2 separate regions of the Oryctolagus cuniculus genome follow, and region 2 is linked to region 1. The links are chromatin contacts, called in public Micro-C maps. All regions are on one chromosome and are shown on one strand. Each heading gives the region's core, a stretch centred on a gene start, on an enhancer-like site or on the middle of the called end of the contact. The rest is flanking DNA. Distances are from core to core; before and after follow the strand shown. Region 1 holds the start of COX5B (cytochrome c oxidase subunit 5B). Region 2 holds the start of ANKRD39 (ankyrin repeat domain 39).

What was found. Hi-C and Micro-C count contacts between places; a contact is called where the count stands out from the background.
Region 2: a Micro-C map of ear pinna shows a contact between it and region 1, with 9 times the contacts expected there. The contact joins the promoter of ANKRD39 here to the promoter of COX5B in region 1. A contact is called at or near these places in 3 of 6 Hi-C or Micro-C datasets (ear pinna, psoas muscle and an unstated tissue).

What each region holds. Positions count from the first base shown.
Region 1 is chr2:110,720,203-110,727,608 of mOryCun1.1, forward strand. It overlaps COX5B (cytochrome c oxidase subunit 5B), which reads right to left and starts at 5,605. Exons shown (of 4, transcript XM_002710006.5): 1 at 5,372-5,605; 2 at 4,735-4,808; 3 at 4,451-4,550; 4 at 3,706-3,904. The coding sequence starts at 5,474. The coding sequence ends at 3,792.
Region 2 is chr2:110,866,191-110,873,304 of mOryCun1.1, forward strand. ANKRD39 (ankyrin repeat domain 39) reads left to right here and starts at 5,443. Exons shown (of 4, transcript XM_002710017.5): 1 at 5,443-5,634. The coding sequence starts at 5,448. It overlaps SEMA4C (semaphorin 4C), which reads left to right. Exons shown (of 15, transcript XM_070068765.1): 10 at 130-274; 11 at 378-600; 12 at 693-805; 13 at 1,723-1,880; 14 at 1,975-2,045; 15 at 2,174-3,808. The coding sequence ends at 3,003.

The DNA.
Region 1 (7,406 bases), core at 4,355-6,854:
GTTATATTCATCCATGGAGAGGGGAAAGGAGATTCCATCTCTAAGCTAACTGACCACAGGTTCAGATGGACCCATTTCCACTAGGATCTGGTCTTCCAGTGAGGGACATTACATTTCCTCTCTGTCCTTAGGGTTTCCCACTGCAAGGAGGACAGGAAGTGAGCTACTGGTGTTTACAAGCTTAGCTGCACATGGCAAGCACCTGGGGAACTTTACGCTTCTGATGCCTGGGTCCCAATCCCAGGTACTAAGGGCCAGGTGTGGCCTGGCACCCGGAGTCCTGACAGACCCCCAGGTGGTTCTGCTGTGCAGCTAAATTTGAGGCCCACTGACTCAGGAGCTGAAATTTTTTTTTAAAGATTTATTTATTTGCAAGTCAGAGTTACACAGAGAGAGAAGAGGTAGAGAGAGAGGTCTTCCATCTGCTGGTTCACTCCCCAGTTGGCCACAATGGCCGGAGCTGTGCCGATCTGAAGCCAGCAGCCAGGAGCTTCTTCCGGGTCTCCCGCACAGGTGCAGGGGCCCAACAATTTGGGCCATCTTCTACTGCTTTCCCAAGCCAGAGAGAGAGCTGGATAGGAAGTGGAGCAGCCGGGTCTTGAACCAGCGCCCATATGGGATGCCGGAACTACAGGCCAGGGTGTTAACCCACTGCACCACAGCACCGGCCCCTGAAATTTTCTAGACTGTGTCTAGGTTTCCCATTGCTGTTATAGAAAAATTACAGTAAACTTAGTGGCTTAAAACAACACAAATTTGGATGGGTATTTGGTTTAGTGGTTAAGACACGGCATGAGACACTTGTCTCCTATATCAGAGTGCCTAGGTTCAAGTCCCAGGCCTGCTCTGATTCCAGCTTCCTGCTCATGCACAACGTGGGAGGCAGCAGGTGAGGGCCCAAGTACTTCGGTCCTTGCCACCCTCGTTGGAGACCCAAACTGAGTTCTGAGACCCAGTGATTGCAGGTTTCTGGGACGTGAAGCAGCAGATGGAAAATCTCGGTCTGCCTCTCAAATAAAACTTAACAAGAAACTAAAAAACCCATAAACGCATTATAGTTCTAAGTCCAACATGGTACTCACTGGGCTGAATTTAAAATGCCACCAGGGATCCATTTCTTTCTGGGAACTCTGAGTGAGAATCACTTTCTTGCCTTTTCCACTTTTTTTTTTTTTTTTTTTTTTTTTTTTTTTTTGACAGGCAGTTATAGACAGTGAAAGAGAGACAGAGAGAAAGGTCTTCCTTCCATTGGTTCATCCCCCAAATGGCCGCTACAGCTGGCGCTGCCCCGATCCCAAGCCAGGAGCCAGGTGCTTCCTCCTGGTCTCCCATGTGGGTACAGGGGCCCAAGCACCTGGGCCATCCTCCACTGCCCTCCCGGGCCACAGCAGAGCTGGACTGGAAGAGCAGCAGCCAGGACTAGAACCCGGCGCCCATATGGGATGCCAGCGCCACAGGCAGAGGATTAACCAAGTGAGCCACGGCGCCGGCCCCATTTTCCACCTTTTGACAGGCTATGTGTGTTCCTGCTTTGTGGCCTGTTCCTCCCTCTTCAAAGCCAGCAACACTGCTACTGACTCTGCCTTCCTTGTGCTTACTGGGCCCACGTGGACAACCCAGGGTACTCCCCCTATTTGGGGTTGGCTGATGAACAACCTTAGTTCCATCAGACTCTAGAGAAATGGATGTGGACATCTTTGGGGGATCTTCTGCCTACCACAGTCTAGAATGGTAGTGGAGATTTTTTTCTACAGTGTGAGCTGGTTAAAATTAAATAAAAGGGGGGGAGGTGAAGAAGCAAGGACTTGGTGGTAAAGGAGGGAAAAGACAATCTGTACTAATGATGTGAGGAGTAAAAAAGATACCCCAAGCAGCGTGGAGTGCAAGGGGACCTGGGAAAAGGGAAGGACCTGCAGGAAGCCAGGCGGGGGTCTAGGCAGCAGTACCAGACCAGTCTTCACAGAAGTTACTGGAACTTCGTTCTGACCAGCATTTAAGACAGGAATGCAGAAGTCACATTTAATAAAAGACTCTCTGGGGTTTGAGGAAGGGACCTGGATGGGCAGACCAATGCCTGGGCATTTTCTGGACAGGCAATGACTGACTGAAGGCAAGGGATGGAAGCAGTAGCTCTCCTACCTCTTCAAGACCAGGTAAGACAAGACAGGGAGAAAGGGCCTTTCTCTTGGGTTCTCTTGGGTTCAAACTGAAGAATCTGCGTTGAACCAATGTTAGATAACAAGTGAGGCCACCTCTGGCTAAACACAAGTGTAAAGGTATTTCCATTTCATAGGAAAAAAATTGGAGAACTTGGCCAAGCTATCTCAAAATATATGATGGTTGGACTGATCTTGTGTTTCTCCCTCTCCTCAACTTGTATTTCTGTAAGTACCTCTGAAACATAAGAAAACTAACTCCAAAAGCACAACTAAGATTTTTTTTTAAATGCCTAGATATCTAGAGTTGATAATTCCAATCTTGATTCCCTTTATTTTTCTTTAAAGATTTATCCATTTATTAGAAAGTCATAGTTACAGAGAGAGGGAGAGACGGAGAATCTTCCACTCACTGGTTCACTCCCCAGTGGCTGCAATGGTCAGGGCTGAGCCAGGAGTTTCATCCAGGAACCCCAATGTAGGTAGCAGGGACCCAAACATCTGCTGCTGGTTTTCCCAGGCCATTAGCAGAGAGCTGGATCAGAGCAGAGTAGCAGGGACACAAAACAGCGCCTACATGGGATGTGGGCATCACAGGCAGCAGCTTTATCCACTGTACCGCGACACTGGCCCGCCTTTAATAGTTCTTATCAAAACCAAGATTCAATAAGATCCACATTAGCTGATTGCTATTTCTCTAATCTGTTTCACTCTATAGGTTCTCTACCTTTTTTTTTAAAAAAAATATCCACTCTGTAACCTATCTGGATAACCCTGGTCATTAGTTTCTAGATTTTTTTCCACATTCTGAACTCTGCTGCTGGTATCCCCAGGAACTCTTGCTTTCAACCTGGGATCCTTGCGAATTCAAAGGCACCTGCTGTCACAATGCCATCCTCTCTCGGATACCCTGAGGACCTACTATCCGCTAGGCTCTTATGTAATTTCTCAACACCTCACAAGACATCTGTTTTTCTGTAGATGTAACCAATCCTCAAAGGCGTGTCCAGAGTGACAGTCAACGGTGGAGCCTGATTCCACAGCCTGTCTTTTCCCCTGCACTAGGTGCTCCCAAGCACTGCATTCCGGGTTGTTAATCTACTTAATCTAAGCAGTGCACACTGGTTGTAGACTGTGAGTAGCAAGCTGGTATTAACAGAGAGCTATTCCCAATGTAAGAATCACCCACCCAAAAATATATGGGGGCCAGCACTGTGGCATAGCAGGTAAAGCCGCTGCCTGCAGTGCCAGCATCCCATATGGGCACCGGTTCAACTCCTGGCTGCTCCACTTCCGATCCAGCTCTCTGCTGTGGCCTGGGAAAGCAGTGGAAGATGGCCCAAGTCCTTGGGGTTTCCCACATGGGAGACCTGGAAGAAGCTCCTGGCTTCGGATCAGCACAGCTCTGGCCGCTGCAGACATCTGGGGAGTGAACCAGCGGATTGAAGACCTCTCTCTGCCTCTCTTTAACTCTGCCTTTCAAAGAAAAATAATAAATCTTACAAAAAAAAAAAAAGGAAAAGAAAACAAAGAAGTAAAGCCAGTCACCTACGGGAGGAGGAGCCAATACAATGGCTAATCTTTATTGGGAAGAAGAAACCTCACAGCACATTCTGATTAAGTTAGCGCAGGGGCTCAGTGGGCCAACTGGTGAGGCACCAGCTTATAATGGGTTCCACAGTTAGGGCATCGCTGGGTCTCGCCTTTGTGCAGCCAGAACCAGATGACAGCACTGTTGTCCTCTTCACCTGAAAGGACAAAAGGAGTTTGAAAGTCATCCGGTCTAAGAAGAGAGACTTTCAACATTGACCTTTTTTACCCAGACACCTCGGAGACAGAAATAAAACTGTGGCTGACATCTGAGGACATCAGTTCAAACTCTCCTCCCTACTCTCCAGATGAAGAACTGAGGCCCTGCATCTACCTGCACATATACCGACCTTACAGCAAGGTCACTGTAAGTTCTAGCAATACCCTTGCCTACACAGACTTCCAAACGGGGTCCACTCTGGTGTGCATCCCTGGGGCCTAAAACATTGCCCAAGATTTGTGAATGAAAATTCCATCTTCATCATGCACTTCCAGCCAGCCAGTCTTGCTGCTTGTTCCACACCTCTTTCCAGTAAGGATGACCTACTGCGTGAGAGCCAGGACTCTGGGAACAACTTAGTTATACACACATCCTCTTTACATTCATAGAGTTGCACACACACACACGAGATGTGAAGCAGCTTATAGCCGTCCCAAACAGAATATACTACTTAAATAGTTAAGAAAACGTGTCAGGGACTTACAGATGCAGCCCACTATTCGCTTGTTGGTGATGGAAGGGACTAAATTAGGGTCCTCCTTGGTGCCTGAAGCTGCCTTTGGGGGTAGCATATTGTATGGGTCCTGGAAAAAAAAAAAAAAAAGAATTACTCCACTATGCCATAAGACTTCTACCCTCCCGGAGCTGAGGCCTGCTCCCACAAGCCAGGCTGCCTGGATCAAATGCACGGAGAGGACTGGCGACTCCCCCGATTCCATCCCAGACCCATGAGCACCACAGAAGACACAGAAGGGAGCCCCTCCTCACCAGTCCCTTCCGCGCGGCCATCATGACCTCCCTCTCCAGCCCGGTGGCCTGTTCCTCATCGGTCGGGACACCACCTAAAGGAAGACACGTGCATTATGTCCTTTAGCGACCCAGACAGGAAAAGGCACGCTGCAAATGATCAAGACGGAAAACGCCACACACGAGCTCCTGTCTATGTTTTACTGGGCTCACGGGCTCCTAAAGGCTGCAGATACCCAGGATCCTCTAGGGACGAGCCCCAAAAGACCAGCACCAGCGGAAGCTTTGCTCTCTCCACACCTCCAACCACCAAAACCGATTTTTCGACATTTTTCTAAAAGCTGGTCAACCAGAGTCCACTCGGCTCAGAGTGGGCGCGGGTTTGAAGGGCAGCCCGGTCCCGCTCCATCCCGTTTGCAATCCCTGCCCTCCAAGGTCATCCGGCACCTCTGCTGAGGAGTCTTACTCTGCGGGGTCAGCTCGGTGGGCGGCAGTAGCGGAAGCCCGAAATGACAGGGCGACGCCCGCAGAGCTTGATGCACTCGGGGCCGAGAGGTGGCCACTGGGGCCCAGAGGGGCTGCAGAGCCCGACCCGCTTTCCTGCCCCAGCCCCAACCACCCCGGGAGAGCAACGACACCGGTCCCTTGCGCCGCGTACCTCCAGAAGCCATGGAGCGCACGGCAGCCGCTCCATTGGGTCCGCGGGCCCTCAGGGCCTGAGCAGCCAGCGCTCCAGCTCCGCGAAGTAACCTTGAAGCCATCACGCCCGCGACAAACAGCGCCACTTCCGGGAACAAGCTCTAGAGATGGGCGGGACTTCCGGGGGCGGGCTTCTTTCTCCTCCTGGTTAGTCTTCCGCTTCCTACCAGCTCCCGAGTCCACGTGACGGTTTCGTGGGGGAGATTGCGCATGCCCAGCACTGCAAAGACGCGGGTTCGGGCCCCGTCAATGGCGGGTCTTTAGGTTTGGTTTTTGGTAACCCTGGGGTTTGGACAATTCAGTGACCCAGCCGAATGGGAGTTGCTGTGCGTCTTACCTGATGGTTGGGTCACTGAGGAGGCTGCGGACGGAAGTCTTTAAGTCAGCGTCTGTCAGGAGACTTGCGTTAGTACCAATTACTTATACAGGTGTACTATGTAGGGTAATGAGCCCCCTGGTGATGAGCAGGAGGCTAGAGCCAGAGGTGGCCGCTCCCAGGACCAAGGCCCTTTGATGATATGAGGTGAGGGAGTGACCCTTCCGCGGGTTATTAACTAAGGAAAAGATGAGGGGAGGAGAGGAGCAGGAAGGGGAAGTGATAATGGGAAGTGGAGTCGCAGAACGCACTGTGTGGCCAGAGTTCTGTTTAAAACCGACAACATCCTCCAATAACTCCCCGTTTACCTTCAGGCTTAGGGTGGGCATGGAGAGCCTTGGGAAACGCTTTCCTCCTTGTCGACTCCTCGCCGCTTGGTTCGCATCAAGTGTTAGCAAGTCTGCGGTTCCCTACCAGATGGAAAATCCCTTCAGAGTGGAAATGATACCGCATCATCGTGGAGTTACGTATCTTGCAGAGGCCTGGCATATATAGCATTTTTAGTACTTGGACGGAGGATACAGGATCGGTTTATAGGGCAATTTGAGGCAGGTTGGAGAGTGGAGGTCCCATACGGGTTATGATACTCAAAAGGACCTCCTCCTTCAGGGGAGCTCATGTGGTCTTCCTGGGTGCCCTTTCCACCAAGGGGAGAAAAATGGTCTCTATCCTGAGACCAGACTTGACTTGATCCTCTTCAAAGGTGGGTTTTGCTTTGAGTGTTGCCCCCTTCTTCCTACATCCACTGCAACTCCTCTAGATTACACAGAAGGGAAGTTATTTAAAACCAAGGAATGGTCCCCAAGGATCTATCGTTGATTTGTACCTGTGGTTTGGTGTTTGGTGAGAAAAAAAATCATTGGTCTGGAAAACAGCTGGCCCTACCAGGCAGCTCAGTCCGATTTTGTTTTGTTTTGTTTTCTCTTTTTGGCCACCTTGTCCTAATCAGTGAAACGATAATCAGATGAGGATACTGTTTTCCGAAGTACTCTATGGAATCCAAGGCTCAAGATGTGCGGTCAGAAAAAAGGAATTGGCCAAGATAGGACAGTCCTGCTTGTGAGGACCACCCTCTTGGACGTGCAAATCAACATGTTAAAGGCTCTGCAGCAAAGAACTCTGCTTCGCAGTTTCTTAAGCTGGACTTTTCCTGTCTTAGCCACAAAAGGCTTTCGTGGGGAGCACCTACTAACCTGCTCCTGAGCAGGCCGGTGGGACAGTCAGCTCTGATGTGTTAGGAGTCCCTGCTGCCTGACACAGATGGTTTGCTCCAAGCTAGAAGTTAGGAATTGAATTGGGGCTTGTTCCACACATAGTGAGCCCTCGTCCAGGGCTCCACTTCTCCCCGGGACTATTCAGATTGTGCGGGTGAGCTCTAAAATCAGATCCTCTCCCACCCCTGCTGCCTCCAGCGCCTGCCACCCTCACTCACACCCGTGCCCCTGAGGTTTCCTGGGGGAGCAGTTGGCCACTCCTGCTCCATCATTGGCTTTGCCTAAATGAACTTTTTTTTTTGCCTTTACAGGCTAATTTTTAGTTGCAAAAATAAATGCTTATTATACTAAGTCCACACAGACACAGTAAGGAAAAGGTTAAGAATTTGGTGTTTATCTTCTCT
Region 2 (7,114 bases), core at 4,193-6,692, 150 kb after region 1:
CAGGGTGTGTCCCAGGTGGCATCTCAGAGTGGCCAGTGTGTCCTCCTGCCTGTATCTCCTTGCTCTGTGCCTGGAGCCAGGGCTGGCCGCCACACCTGACCCTTACGGTCCCTGTCTTCGCTGCAACAGGGGCGACATGGACCTGTCGGCAATCTGCGAGTACCAGCTGGCAGACATCCACCAGGTGTTTGAGGGCCCCTACAAGGAGTACCGGGAGGAAGCCCAGAAGTGGGGCCGCTATACCGACCCGGTCCCCAGCCCCCGGCCCGGCTCGGTGAGTCCTTGGGGCAGGGGTGGGTTCCCGCCCTCAACCCCTCACCCCTGTGCCCTTCCCACCCCTCTGACGGCTCTCCTCCCCACATCCCTACCCCGGGCAGTGCATCAATAATTGGCACCGACGCCATGGCTACACCAGTTCTCTGGAGCTGCCTGACAATACCCTCAACTTCATCAAGAAGCACCCGCTGATGGAGGAGCAGGTGCGCCCTCGCTGGGGCCGGCCCCTGTTGGTGAAGAAGAACACCAACTTCACGCACGTGGTGGCCGACCGGGTCGCGGGGCTGGATGGAGTCACCTATATAGTGCTGTTCATTGGCACAGGTAAGCTCGTGGGTGCACCCAGGACGGGGAGATGTGGCTGTCCTGGGGCCTCGGGCCCTCTGACGGACCCCTTCCATGCTCCGCCTCCCTAGGAGATGGCTGGCTGCTCAAGGCCGTGAGCCTGGGGCCCTGGGTCCACATGATCGAGGAACTGCAGGTGTTTGACCAAGAGCCGGTGGAGAGCCTGGTGCTGTCCCAGAGCAAGGTAATGAATCAGGCACCACACCCGCACTGTCCCCTGCCCCCTCCCCCCTTCCTGGCTTGCTTCCTCTCGTCTCTGCCTTCCCCAGGCTGGCTTGTGTGCTTGGCCAGCCTAGCACAGGGCGCTGAGCTTGGGGCGAGTTTCTAGAAGCAAACAGAATCTGCACTGCCTGGGGCCACCATAGCCAGGTCCCTGGGAGGCCTCAGTAGCTGCTCTCACTGTTCCCCTTAGGCTCCGCTTATCGTGCCACGTTGACCTGACCCCTCCCAGGCTGTGAGCTGTTGGTGGCACCCACATGACATCCAGTCCCCACCAGTGGGACAGCTTTCCCACCAGTCCCCAGTGGGCTCTGCCCCGGAGCCCGTACTCCCTAAAGCGCTCTCAATGTGCCCTCGTGCAGGGCTCCTTCCTGGCTTGTTTGCAGCAGCACTGCCCTCCCCAACATACCCCCCCCCAACATCGATCGTGGGTTTGTTTGCCTTTCACCGGCCATTGTGATTCAAAATTGTTCCCTAGAACATGGAATAATGGCAGAAAGAAAGCGCGTGGTTGAATAAACACGCAGATTGGCAGTCACCCTTGCAACAGAGCAAAACACCTTATGCAATGCTGCTGCTACTGAGAGAGCTGCTTGGCCTTGAGAAAAACGTATTTCCTGCAGAGAGAGAGAGAGTATGAGAGTGTGTGTGTGTGTGTGTGTGTGTGTGTGTGTGTGTGTGTGTGTGAGATTATGCTGCTCGGCCTTGGCTCCGTCACCTGTTTCTAATAAGGTCATGTCTGTAAGGTGCTTAGGGTTGCGTGTGGCTTGTAGTAAGCCCTCCCTCCGTGCAGTCTTTGGGTCTTAGCGCTCCCGCTGTAGCGCCCTCTGGTCCTCGTGTGCCCCCTGCGCTGGCCTGGCCTGAGCCCCTCTTCTCCTGCAGAAGCTCCTCTTCGCTGGGTCCCGCTCCCAGCTGGTTCAGGTGCCCCTGGCAGACTGCGCCAAGTACCGCTCCTGTGCAGACTGTGTCCTCGCCCGGGACCCCTTCTGTGCCTGGAACGCCAACACCAGCCGCTGCGTGGCCGTGGGCGCCCACTCCGGGTGAGGAGGGCTCCTGGCGTTGTGGGGCCCCGGAGGGAGAGGAAGGAGGGGTGGGTGGAGCCGGGCTGCTGACGGGTCCCCCGCTCCCCCGCAGATCCCTGCTGTTGCAGCAGATGAACACCTCGGACACCTCAGGCGTCTGTAACCAGCGGGGCGGTAAGAAAGGTGAGCTGGCTTTTCTGTGCCCCCTTCCATCGGCCCGGGCCCTGGCTCCGAGCTGGCGGTCCCGCTCCTCTCCCCCCGGCCCTGGGTTTCCTGCTCTAACTCTGCCCTTTCTCTTTCTGCCGCTGCAGTCAGGCTCACTCCCAAGAACATCACCGTGGTGGCGGGCACAGACCTGGTGCTGCCCTGCCGCCTCTCCTCCAACCTGGCTCACGCCCACTGGACCTTCAGGGGCCGGGACCTGCCCGCCGAACAGCCCGGCTTCTTCCTCTCGGATGCCCGACTCCAGGCCCTGGTGGTGATGGCTGCCCAGCCCCACCACTCCGGCACCTACCGCTGCTTTTCGGAGGAGCAGGGGGCGCGGCTGGCTGCTGAAAGCTACCTTGTGGATGTCATGGTGGGACCCTCAGTGACCATGGAGGCCCGGGCCCCCTTGGAGAACCTGGGGCTGGTGTGGCTGGCCGTGGTGGCCCTGGGAGCTGTGTGTCTGGTGCTCCTGCTCCTCGTTTTGTCACTGCGCCGGCGGCTGCGGGAAGAGCTGGAGAAAGGTGCCAAGGCCGCCGAGAGGACCCTGGTGTACCCTCTGGAGCTGCCCAAGGAGCCCACTGGCGCCCCCTTCCGGCCTGGCCCTGAAACCGACGAGAAACTTTGGGATCCGGTTGGCTACTACTACTCCGATGGCTCCCTCAAGATAGTGCCTGGACACGCCCGGTGCCAGCCTGGAGGTGGGCCCCCCTCTCCTCCTCCTGGCATGCCCGGCCAGCCCCTGCCTTCTCCGACGCGACTTCACCTGGGGGGTGGGCGGAACTCAAACGCCAACGGCTACGTGCGCTTACAACTGGGAGGGGAGGACCGGGGAGGCCTTGGGCACCCCCTGCCGGAACTCGCCGACGAACTGAGACGCAAACTGCAGCAGCGCCAGCCCCTGCCCGACTCCAACCCCGAGGAGTCATCAGTATGAGGGCAGCCCCGCCACCGCAGTGGCGGGGGGCACGTGGGAGGCGCAGCTCCTACTTTGCACAGGCACCAGCTACCTCAGGGACATGGCACGGGCACCCGCTCAGCATGGGCACTGCCACTTGGTGTGGCTCACCAGGACACCGGCCTCATGGGAGGCGTCTTCCTCCTCTCTGTGGATCACGGACATGTGGGACCCCAGCCGCCAAAACCTTCCAAGGCAGAAGTTTCAAGTTGTGTGTGTGTGTGTGCGCGTATTTGTGTTTGTGCGTGTGTATGTGTGTGTGTGTGCACGCGTGCACATGTGGCATAGCCTTTCTGTTCAGTCTTCCCTTGGCCTGGGGTCTCCCTGGTGAGTCACTGGAGCTATGAAGGGGAAGGGGTCGTATCGCATTGCCTCTCTTACCCCCACCTGTCCCAAGCGTGGGGCAGTGCTGTACATATGGGGGTGGGGTGGGCAGGGTGCGGTACCCCTTTGGGGGAGTGCAGGGCTCCGTTGGGGGGAGGGGGGTGGGCCTGGTCCCGCCCCCAGGGCTGTGAATGTTTTCAGGGTGGGGGGAGGGAGATGGAGCCTCCTGTGTGTTTGGGGGCAGGGGTGGGCGGGGCCTCCCTCTTGGCCTGGGTTCAGTGGTATTTTATATTCATCCTCCCCCCATCCAGGGCTGGGGAAGGTTGTGCAGGGGCAAGGTGGGCATATCCTCTCAGCCCTAGGGGGAGGGCCCCTAACTGTAACTTATTGTGTCCCACGTATTTATTTGTTGTAAATATTTGAGTATTTTTATATTGACGAATAAAATGGAGAAAATAAAGCTCTCACGGTAATGGGGGATAAGGCATGTGAGCTCAAAGTCTTGCAGGTACCAAGAGGCAAGGCTCTGTGTGGGTTGAGCCAGGCTGCCCTGGGCCCACGCACGCTCCCTGGGCGGTGCCCCTTCTGCGGTTCCAGCCAGCCTGTGCCCCTCTCTGCAGGGAGCATGGCCCAGACTCCTCCAGGGTTTTCCCACAGTGGTGGCAGCAGGGCTGGGAACCAGACCACGGCTGCAGCCCCTTGGGAGCCAGCCTTGGCTTCGGGCCAAAGGGAGAAGTCCAGGCACTGGGAGAGGAGGAGGAGGAGGAGGGGCCTGCCTTCCCAGAACCCCGGGCAGTGAGGGGGCCGAAGGAGGGGACTTCCTAGAAGCAGTTTTAAGCTCGGGTAGGCGGTGAACATGGTTATGCTCACTGGCGTGAGGGATTGGGCGCCCGAGCAGTTTAGGGGAAGAGAGATCCCGTCCGGCCTTTGGTCCTCCGGGAAGGAGCTGCTGCTGCCACCCAGGGTGTCCTAGCGAGGGAGAGGCCTGGGGCCAAGATGTGAGAAACAACAGGACCCAGCCTGGACTCCTTCCCGATGGCTTTAGACACGCCAGAGTCCAGCCCATGTCCAGGACATGGAAACGAGGTCCCCCGTGGCTGTCACAGCCTCTGACCCAGGCTTGCTGGCACGGGCTGCCCTGTGTGTGCTCATCTGGCGACTCAGTGCCAGTGCCGGGTCCACAGGTGTCAGTCTGTGAGGTTGATACATGAAGACTGATCTGGTAAACCAGGTGCCTGTGGTGGGAGAGGTGATGGGGAGAGGGGTGGGGCACAAACCTAGGCCCTGGCCTTGCCTCTGGGGCTTCTGTGGGGCTACTCCTACTAGCAGGCCAAGTTGTGGCCAGCTGCCCCTTGCTGGAGTAACACGGTGCATCTGCAGGGAGCCTTTGAAGAGGTCACGGGGACTAGGCATTTGGCACAGGGGTTAAGACGCCACTTGGGACGCCGGCATCCCATAGGTGTGGCTGAGTTTGAAGAGCTCCTTCGCTTCGCTTCTAGCTTCCTGCTAATCTGCACCCTGAGAGGCGAGTAATTACTTGACGGTTCAAATAACTGGAGCCCTGCTGCCCACGGGAGAGACCCAGACTTGACTTCCGGACCCCTGGCCGTTGGGGACGTTCGGGGAGCGAACCAGACAATGGAAGATCTGCCTTTGCCTAGCTCCCTGCCTTTAAAATAAAGTGCTTTTTCAAAGGTCACTGCGCGGCCACAATGGTGTGGGAAGAGGGGGTGAAGGATCGTGGAGGAAGCCCAGGTGGACAAGGGCGGTGAGGGAAAAAACCCGCTAGGCCTCTGAAGGTTACATAAAAACTCTGGCCGGGCCCAGCCGCCTCGCCTCCGCATCCTGGCAAAGCCCCGCCAGTCCGCCCCGCGGGACCCCACTCCCAGGGCCCAGAACACCACGCCGCCGCCCTCAGCCCTCCGCTTAGTCTCGGACGCCCTCGCGTGGCGCTGTCGGGTGACGCCGGGGCGCAGCAAGTCCCGCCCCGCCACCACGATTCGTTCTCGAGCTAAGGCCTAAGACTCTGGATTGGCCGGCTCCGGGGAGGGGGCGGGACTCTAAGGCCAAGGACGCACGGTGAGTGGCCAGATACGGGGATGGCGGGAGGGGCACTGCGTCCGTCACTCTGGCCAGCGGGGGCCGAGCGGGTGTCCGGCCCCTGGGTTGCAGGCGCAGAAGCTGCAATGGCGGCTCCACGGCCGTGCGTGGACGGACCCTGCTGCTCTCGTCCCAGCGCGGTGCCCGGCGTGCAGCAGACGCTGGAGGAGATGGACTTCGAGAGGGGTGAGGCGGGCGGTCGCGTGGCCCCGCAGGCCCGGAGCCCGGCCCTTTGGGACCCTCAGGGTTGCGAGCTGAAGGGGGAGGCTGCGAACGGCACCCCGAGGGCTGCGGGCCGTGTGCGGGGAGGGCGAGGAGGGGGCTCACGAGGCCGGTACGAGCTCGGCCATGGAACACTCGTCTTGGCGAGCAGGCGGGCAGACAGCCATTGGTTTCTGTAGTTTTTCCGAGTGGGGAGGCTGGGCCTGGAGACCCGAGCTTGCTCGGGCGTCAGAGAGGGGGGCGCGGGAGCAGAATCTGCACCTGGAGGCAGGGAGCTTCGGGCCTGGGGCTGCCGCGGCGCTGCGGCCCGGGGGCGCCTGCTGGGGTGGGCCCTGTGCATGCTTTAGGGAAGGCACAGAGCTGCCCACCGGCAGCCTTCGTGCCAGCTAGGCGGTACCTCTGGGCCTGTGGGGCTGCCGGGGAGGAACGGGGGGAGGGCTGGCCGCCCGAGCCCCCCTTCTGCGAGTTGGAGCCGCTGTGCCTTTTTACCGTGCTGTGTCATGACGCCTTGCAGAGGCAGCTTCCGTAGTAAGAGCGCTCCTGCTTTATAGACAGCCGCATTCCACCGTCGCTGGCACCTGCCCGCTTCCCTGCGTGTGTCCTACTGCCACCTCCTGGCCGACTGCAGTAGTCCCCCTGCTTCCCCTCTTCCATCTCCCACACAGCAGCCAGAGAGACCCTTGCAAAATACCAGACCAGACCAGTTCCCGTTGCTTTTAGAATAAACCCAAAAGCCTCAGCCCCGCCTGCCAGAGCTCTGTGGTCCTAAGCGCTGCCCACTGTGCTTCTCTACCCTCCTTTTATTTCCCAACCTTTCCCTTCTCAGTCACCGGGCATCGGCCACACTTGCTTTGGTGTCTCAGTTAAGCGAGACTTCTTGAGTTACGCCCTCCTTCTTGCTGTCCTGTCCCCCAAGGAGCGCACTTCCTGCAGGGGCCGGCGTGGGTGCACTGGTTGGGGTGCCCCACCGCCCGCTTTGGAGTGCCAGCTTTGAGTCCCAGCTCGGGTTCTGATCCAGGTTCCTGCTAACACACACCCTGGGAGGCAGCAGGTGATGGCAGAGGAACCTGGGTCCCTGCCACCCAAGTGGGAGACTCAGATCGAGTTCTGGTCTGGCTCCAGCTTGCTCCAGCCCTGGAAGATGGAAGATCTCTGTCTCTCTGCTTTTCAAATAAAATAGAAAAAAAAAAAAAATGAACTTCCACAACCATTAGGCTGGTATCTGCCTGATGCTTTGCCTTCAGATCCTCAGCTGCGGATGGTCCTGCCCTGTAAGAAACTTTGACTGTCTAAAGACACTTTGGGGGCTCAGAGCTGTGGGCGTAGATAAAGCCACCGCCTGCAGTGCCAGCATTCCATGTGGGCACAAGTTCAAGTCCCAGCTGCTCCACTTCCAATCCAGCTCCCTGCTAATGCACCTGGGAAAGCAGTGGAAGATGGTCCA